Regions from separate parts of the Gasterosteus aculeatus genome. Here region 2 is linked to region 1. Evidence: chromatin contacts called from public Hi-C data. All regions are on one chromosome and are shown on one strand. The core of a region is the stretch at or near the end of the contact, and the rest is flanking DNA. Distances in the headings are between cores, read along the strand shown.

Region 1 (4,397 bases), core at 873-3,372:
TCTGGTCTCATCATAAGATCAGTACCACATCAACTTTTGGAAACCCCATCTGGCATGTTTCTCTGTTGTCATGGAAACTCAGAAGGCAAAACCCAAATACGGCGACTGACACATTCACAAATGGTGTCAACTTCTGAGAAACACCGCCCGCATAAACTGTAAGTTATATTCGGTGAGTCAATCAACCGACCGCATTCCATCCCCAGTACGATGTCATGTCTACTGCCTAGTCCCATGCTGAATCCTGTCCCGTGAGACTCAAAGACATCAGTCAGTCATAACCAAAATAAATGACTATTAACTTCCTGGTTAACACAGAGCCATTACTTCATTTGGATGGCAAAGATACAAGTGTCTTTGATGATGTGGGCGAGAAGCATAAATGGACAGAAAAAGATACACTTGGCTAGACGTGCTTACAGGCGCACACACACAGCAAACCCCTCTAACCCTTGTCCTACTGCAGACTGAACGAGTGAGTCTATTGTCCTCGAGCATAACTGTTGTCTGTCCGCAGCGGAGACGTAATCAGTGTTCCTGGATGCTGCAGGAGACGGGCCAGCAAGGCTGCAGCGGTCGTCTACCCATTACCAGCATTCCTTCGTTCCGTCTCACAGACTATAACAGGAGGTTTGAGACTGTGAGACATGCACCAGAAGTATAAACAACAACAGTAGCTTTGCATAAGTTTCCATCATAGGCAAGTCTTTAGATGGTAGCTTACAATTCCTCCCAAAACAATTTCAACATGTAAATTACTCAGAAGCTTGAAGCTTTGTTTTTTTAAAGTATGAAATTTCATTTTCATTACCAAAGGTATACAAAAGATGGCTAAGTCTTGTACAAGTACCGCCTGTCGATTTAATGACATGGGGGTAGATCAGAAAAATAGTTTGTGGAACAGAGGCCTGTTTTGTCTGCTGAAATAACTTTGGGACCAGGGAGCTAGCCAGCCACCTAACAAATGAGAAACAGGTTTATAGCCAGACAACAAAACAAAAGACTTTAGATTAGGTTGTCCTTTAGGGAAGACCAGAAGAGGGCAGGGTGGGTGTGGGGGGGACAAGAGACAAAGTTGAACTGCAATGGACAAAAAACAAAGAGAGTGCATAATTGAGTTAAAGAGAGACACAACAGCATTCGTGCCAATGCAGCGAGGGCCAACCCATGCACCACGAGGGTATGATGGTGGCTTTAACAGCTGTCTGCAATGCTTCTCTCTTCCTTGGCTCGCTCTCTGAGAAAAGCAACAAGGCAGTGCTACATCAAAGCCCACATTTGGAAGTCTAAGAAGCGGTTTGAGAGCTGGAAGAAGACATTGTGTGGGTCTGAGGTCGACAGAGGAGACGCTAAGGGGTTTACGCTTGACTAACATTGCTCCATAGTTCTCCCTCTGGTTTTCTACCAAGGCGTCTCAGACATCCAGGGCCTCAAGGGTTCCAGGAGGCACAGACGCGGCAAGTGTTCGCAACAAACGGAGGGAGCGACAAAAGCAGCACTGTCTGAGAGGAGGGAGGTTTGTGAGCCACACACTGGGGGGGGGGTGAAAGAGTCAGCAGTCGGGGACCCTTGGGGAAATGGGAACCTCAGTCAAAGAACATAGGAGAAGAAAGGCTTGCCCTGGGCCTCTGTAGATATACAACAGAGGGGAACACTTATATACAGTACATACAGTATATAATTGCATATTTCCAGACAACACGGGTGAGGAAAAGCCACAGGAATCTAATTTGAGTGGAATTCCATGAAGGCTAACCCCAACCCTCTATTTTACCTGTATGTCAATTGTCTCATTTTTTGCACTCTTTGGTTCTCTTGTTTGAGTTTGCACCCCCACCTTTCATCTGCAACTAAAATCAAGCCAGTCGGAGGCTGCATTACTAAGGTCCCTGCTGCTCCTCTAACGCAGGCACTCTAGTGACTTTCACTGGCACTGTCAGTCAGGAAAAAAACATCTGAATAGAGCTCAATCAAACGTACGTTGCAAGTGATTTTTGTTAAAAGTGTTTAAATCTAATAAAAATATCCTCTTGGCTTCTTCATCGGCCATGTACAGTGCATGGCAGGACTGTTTTCAGGGTGCCACTTTAGCCACCTCGCAGCCCAAAGCTGCTCACGTAGTCACATAGCACTACGGTGCTGTCCGTGGTGCTGAACCCAGGGTACATCCAAATGGCAACACAACCCACACCGGTTCTTCACCTGCACCTCCAATTCCCCTGATTCCCTTCTGCCAGAGGGATTGCCTCAAGAAAGGCAAAACCTTGAATGTTGATCATAAAGAAAAGAAAAACCTTCCTGTGAAAATTTAGCAAGAATGCGTTAGCTTTAAGATAAAAACTAACTATAAAATTATTTATTTATAACAGACAAAACAAGACAAAGATTTATTTCTGCTATTTTTTCAATTATACTTTTAGTACAGACAAAGTAATGAAGAGCTTACCAAAAAAAAGACCAGCCACTGTGAGAGACCACATGCTGTAACTGACATCATGGCTTAACGTGTGTTGGTGAACTTGAATGGATCGAATAAGTCTGCTTTCATAACGCGCTCCAGGGTCATTAAAACATACCAACACTTTTTGTCATGCAGAGGCCAACCAGAAACAGTTCTGTTGCCCAAATCTGGCTGCAACTTTTATGGTTTAAAACTCCTTGTTGTACTTTCAAGGCCAAGGATTTGATGGAGGGGATGAACACATTTTTTAAACTGCTAACACATTGATATGTTTAAGAAGATGTACATAGAAAAACAAATATGAGATTCTAGCTGCTCAGCTCTCATCAACATGATAATTAAATTAATCTCCCCATGTCAGAGGCAGAGTTTCCTCTGGAACAAACTACACAGGGTTAGGAATTACTCTAAATATATATATATATATATATATATATATATATGAATGCACACACACACACTCAAGAGTCCTGACAGACTGGCTCATCAGATATACAATGATGAATCCAAACAAAATCACAGCATGTCAGTAAGAGTGAGAAAACAAAGACTTCTAAACACTGCAAGTCAGAAGGATGAGCGAGAAACGAACTGTGAGCAGATAAAAAGAAAAGCGGTTGGTGAAAGGTGGAGACTCACTGTCCTCCCTGCATTTCTCATGAAAATCTTGGCTGTGGCGGCTGTGGTGGGAAGCTTGGGGGATGTAGTACATTGTTTGACAATGGTTGGAGGAGGATCAAATAGTGAGTTGCAGAAAGATGAGAATGGGTCCCAAGAATATTCAGGAGTCGTTAATTTTAAAGATTTATTGGCAACATTATGCTGTTGAAACCTTTTCTCTGTCACTGTGATATGAAACAAAATGAGGCTCAGAACTTCAAGAGAAGTGTCCTATTAATCACTAATGAAGCCAGCAGCACTGCTGGCAGCAATGGTTCCGGCCCTTAAGTGACAGATGCTAAGAAGAAATATTAACAAAGCTATTGTTAACCTCCTAAAAGGAAACCATTGCTTGCGCCCTTCGGTAATATGAGTTAAGCGCGGATATACATTGCCTTGCATCAGTATTCACTCCCCCCTCCACTTTTTCCCATTTGGTATTGTTACAAACTCAAATTCAAATAGACTGTTTCCCATTTGATCAAGATGCATATTACTTTTTATGGTGACACAAAAACCACGTCATGCCATCTTCCCTCAACCTCTCCCCTCAAGATATGTAAATAAAAAAAGATTTTAAGGGTACCCAGGAGCCTGCCCTTTACACACATGGCAAATGGAAGTTAATCAAAGGCAGTTTTAGACAAAAGCCATCTTTCTTTGCAAGAAGTATAAATTGACATTTTTTGCCTATTGTAAAAAGGGTGCATTTGGATATTTCTGCACACTGGGATCCCTAAAACATCTTGGAATGGCATAACCTGCGTGACTGAAAAGCTGAGACCGTTATCTCTCAACTGAGCCCAGTTCAGTGTTCAGAGTTTGACGGGCAAAATTGTCGGTCTTCATTATAGCCATTTGCCATTCTCTACTATCCAATGCCCATAAAATGCCTTTCGTGCAGGAATCTCAAAAACTCAAGGGTTTTCAAACCAAATCATAGATGTTTTTCCTTGGTGTTAATCGGTCATGGTCTCTTATTAAATGCATTTGTTTTTGGACTGTTATCATAATAAATAGTATCAACTAGACAAGGTCATCTTGGCATCTTCGCCTGTGACCTCCAACTCTCACTGAAGTGTTCAAAGTGAGTGTGAGGCAGTCGGGATGAGGATTAGCACCTCTAAATCTGAGGACATCTCAACAGGAAACCAACTGCCCATTTCGGGCACATTCAAACTCGCCGAAGCGTAAAATAGTCGTCGCGGTCCGTAGTCGGTGCACAAGAAGCACCGCTACGAGCGTTCTGGGTTCGTGGATGACATCATCATGACGC
Region 2 (4,397 bases), core at 871-3,370, 260 kb after region 1:
GCACGGCACTGAGGCCGTAAAGGCCCTGCAGCTGGTCAGCGGGGAAAGTGTTGACGGCCTGCAGGAAAGAGTAGTTTGTGAGCTGCAGGGCCGGGTGCAGGGGGATCGGAGCGTGCAGGGCTTTGCTCCCCATCTCGGCTCAGACCTCTGCAGAAGACACGGTGATAGCCCTGGGGGAGAAAAATGTGTTGAGCGTTAATGTCCCGTTACAATGATATTACTATAAAACAAACGGTAGACTAAATACAAAAATGCATTATTCTTACCCATTTTTCTTCTTAACATACATGATCAAATTTATTTCTAATATTTATTTCACGACCTCCAATTATTTAAATTTCATAACAACTTTTTTTTCGTGTTCGACACAAGTAGAACCACAGCGAGAATATAAACACGTATCTAACGCATGAGCGTAAATAGAAACGCTTAAAAGCAGAGATGAGCAATATTATATTTATAGGCTACATCTTTTTAAAAACAAAATCTATCAAAATTGTAATTCAAAAGGGTGGGTGCGAATGTTTGATTCGGCACCGATCGCTCCGAATGAAGTTCGGGCGAAGCAATTAGAGAAGACAAGTTGTTGTTTTTGACGGTTGTAGCTGTTGTTTCACACCGCTGAAATACAAGTGACCTCTGGATTTGTAGGAATTTTTAAATGTTCCAAGAGTATGTCAAATGCGCGCTCAGGTTAGAGCGAAACGCGAAACAAATCCTGCCTAATATTACCCACAAGAATGCTACTTTAATTGTGACTTTGTGTGCATGTGCTTTTTATTTGCGTGCTCGCGGGACTGCAGCCAGTTCATCTGGCAGGCCTGATATGTAGCTCGTTTTAGGACTATTTGATTTCATACGGCATGTTTTTGAATTAAGGTGTTTCTGCTCATGGTGGACCTGTGGCGGCGGAGCTAAGCGTCTCCTCCACATGTCGGACAAATAAGGTGAAGTGTGCATTACGAAAGAACAACAGCCACGGTGGCCCGGTTCCATGTATGCGGCGGTGACAAGTTGTCTTTTCCAACACAGGGGAAAAGGAAAACCGTGTAAGTCGAGGCCCCACGCTGACCTTTAGATTTGGTCGAAATTAAATAAAACCCTGCGTATTCTGTTTGGATCATTTGTTCTACATGTTTTCCACCCGAATCTAATCGTCACGTTCCCGAGTCTGAAACCTGCGGGAGTTTGGACATGATTGTCTTGCAGATGGGAGAGTCCTGCGGGACACGGCAGCCGGAGGGCTGATCGCATGCTCGGGTCAGGTCGCTTAGAGTTGTTACACACATCTTATGAAGTTCTTTCCACCTCGCTTTCCTCTTTTCAAAGACGGGGCAGTTTTAATTGAAGTTTGCACAGGTGCAACACCAGTCACCGCGCAGCCACTTGTTGTTCTTTGCCCACGTGTGTAACTTTATCCGACCTGTTCTTCCTCTCAATAACCTTTGGACTTAATGTTATACTCTGACAGCAGCATAAATGCCATGTCGTGTTATCGGAGTGCTTGTCAAGTTTTTTTTTTGCTTTCATCAAAGTAAACATAACCAAAGTCTAGAGACTTGTTTCGGCAATGTTTGGCCCATTGGGATAGAGAGCTGTCACCCCAAGGTGTTGATCATCGCAAACCAACAATCGTCTCTAATAACTGAGTATCAGTCAGTCTTGGACATTTTACCGACTGTCGGATCTATTTGGTTCATGCAACAGTAAGTTTCCTTTGGATGAAAAGTTTCTAACAAGTGAGCTGAGTTGAGCAGAGTGGTGTCGGTTCCCTACATCGGGCTGACAAAATACCCGGACAGACGGAATCTTACCCCAACAAAACTCTGCCAAAGGTCCTCACGTTATGTCAGTAATCCACAGTAACTATAGTGGCGGAGAGCTCCAATAGAACGCCGCGAAAGGTTTTCCAAGTTCCAAGTCCATGAAACTTTCACGTAGCCATGCAGACAGCCGGGAAGTCTCGGACCTTAGCGCAGATCTGATGAGTCGGGAGAAGTTGTGGGACAAAAAGGGGGCGAAGAAGTTTGGAGGAGTTTGCTGGCGGCAGCAGCAGCGGCAGCGCGGGTGTCTCTGTCCGGAGCTGGGGCTGGAAGTGTGTGTAATGCGCACCGGTCCTGCACTTTTCAGGGCTCCGGGGCTCTGGTGTGTTTAGCCCGCCCTCCGACACGCCTCCACCCCCCTCTATCATTAACTCCGATGTTCCTCCTCTGTTTATTTGTGTTTGGATAGCAACTATGTCTGAAGACCATTGTAGAGAAGTGTGTTTTGTTCAACCTGCCTCCTCTGACACCTCTCACAGACCTTTCAGTCAAGGCTGAGACCGTCTTTTGGAGATGGTCATCCCTCTTTCACCCCCTCTTCTAACTCTGAAATGTGTCTGGATGCCGTTTACAATGTTTTTCCATTTATTAAAACTACACACTTAATTTGCGGGAATACAGTGCCACCAAAGAGCCACCACATGAAGTCGTTTTATTTCTTTGTGATGAGGTTAAAATATTCATCACACTGTACATTGACCCCAAGATCCGCAACAGCGCGAAGCAGTCATGGTCACTTGTGTTTTTTCTTCTTTTATACATTCTTTATTTTGTCACGTGAACGGCACTCATTTAAAAAGGATTCTTGCTACACAATTATTCATTTATGTTCTCCATTAAAATTACATAACGTTTTTTTTTTAAATATTTGATGTATTGTGTGCATTGAAATATTCTGCAATATGTTGCGGGACTATATATAGGATTGGCCTGAAACACAACTCTCCTTTGTCCAAACGCAGTAATAACAGTTCTGTCATTCTTTCATATTTCATATATTTCGATAATTTAAATAACAACATATTGAAGATAGTATGTCATGTTAATCATGCTGCCATTTAATCAAATGGTTGGTGGCCTTGGTCTGGCCATATGCAAAATAATAATAATGATAATAATAATGATGATCCCTCATGGATCCACTCATATGCACACGCACGCACGCACGAACACACACACCACACACACACACACACACACACACACACACACACACACACACACACACACACACACACACACACACGCAAATGCATCACCAGCACGCTACACAGGTTTTTTTGTTTTCTATGAAAACCACCAGAAAATTCACCGAAAATTTAAATAAATCTTTTTACGAGTTTAAGTCAAGTATAGAAAAGTGTACTAGATTTAGTGAAACGTCAAAATGCAGAATCAATGTTGAATAATTGAATCTTGTTTTTAAACCTTTCTCTCTATCATTTTTAAAAATAATATTAAGACGTAAGTAATATGCAGAAGTCCAGTTTGAAAAGTAATGTGTCGTTTTGCCATGTTCACAGCAGGACCGTTGCTGCAGCGCTGGCCTCCACTGCTCAGACCTGGTCTGCAGCGCCGCCTATTGGAAGTACCGCTAAACTCTACGCAGTTTGCGGCTTCACTGAAGCTCTGACTGTCAGTACATCTTCATGTTTTCAGGCAAGATCGCTAAAACACGCTTTGATGAAACCTCACCTCGCCATTCGTGCTCTTAGAAATATTCAATATTAAAGATAAAAATAAATCACCCCACCAGTCGAAAAACAATACAATTATTTAATTACAGCAACGCATGAATGGAGTTGCTGATCTCTTTATATGGGTATTTAAAGCATTATCATTAATAATGATTATTTCCGTTCGTTACATGAGAGACAACAAATATAGAGGCTTCGGATAATCCATGTTTCAGGAGCTCGTGCAGCCTGATTGTCGTTTTCTTAAGAGCTGCAGAATGTTCAGCAGCCGACACGCTTGTGGTTTTTTCGTTAGGTTTCATATCACGCGGGCCTCACGTCTTCACTGTCAAAACACTGCGACGGATTAGAAGAAACATTAACCCCACACTTTTACATGATAGTCGTGGACATTTTCCAACGTATTCTTTTCACAAAAATGTATAACGTTGTTTTATTATGTTCATTTTGTTTTTGTCCTTGGAAAGAGGCCATTAATTCACATTTAAGTATAATTAAGACTGCTCTTTAAATGCTACAATCAATACTGCACTACAATTAATTCAAATTTATCAACAATATAGAGAGTCGAAATGCATTTTCTTACAAATATGTCCCCATGAAATACCGACTTCCTGTAAAAGTGAGTTTTTTTGTATTTAGTTTAAAGTTTAAAGTTGCATAAATCAAGACGGTACTCAGATTTACTTTACTGTTTTGTTATTCTCCGTACACATTTGATTGTATTATTTGTATTAATGCATTTGTACATTCACTGTGGTGTCTTTTGTGCTTTTATTTTGTCTAATAATATTACAGTTAAATATGACATAGGAACAGAGATTAATTTAATGCCGTCCAGCGTTCCCGAACTATTACATGTGGCCTCGAATGCAGC

Evidence for each region. A called contact is a pair of places that touch in the nucleus more often than the background predicts.
Region 2: a Hi-C map of skeletal muscle shows a contact between it and region 1, with 2.6 times the contacts expected there. The contact joins the promoter of osr2 here to the enhancer-like site in region 1. A contact is called at or near these places in 2 of 6 Hi-C or Micro-C datasets (both in skeletal muscle).

The regions. Positions count from the first base shown.
Region 1 is chr20:19,007,554-19,011,950 of fGasAcu3.hap1.1, forward strand. The region is part of intron 46 of vps13b (vacuolar protein sorting 13 homolog B); the gene reads right to left. Among protein-coding and RNA genes, the nearest start is that of rgs22, 45 kb to the left of the region's middle. Within about 2 kb of position 2,123, at least 1 of the 9 cell types and tissues checked has open chromatin away from gene starts, as enhancers often do.
Region 2 is chr20:19,266,017-19,270,413 of fGasAcu3.hap1.1, forward strand. osr2 (odd-skipped related transciption factor 2) reads right to left here and starts at 2,121. Exons shown (of 4, transcript XM_040166382.2): 1 at 1,815-2,121; 2 at 1-170. The coding sequence starts at 133.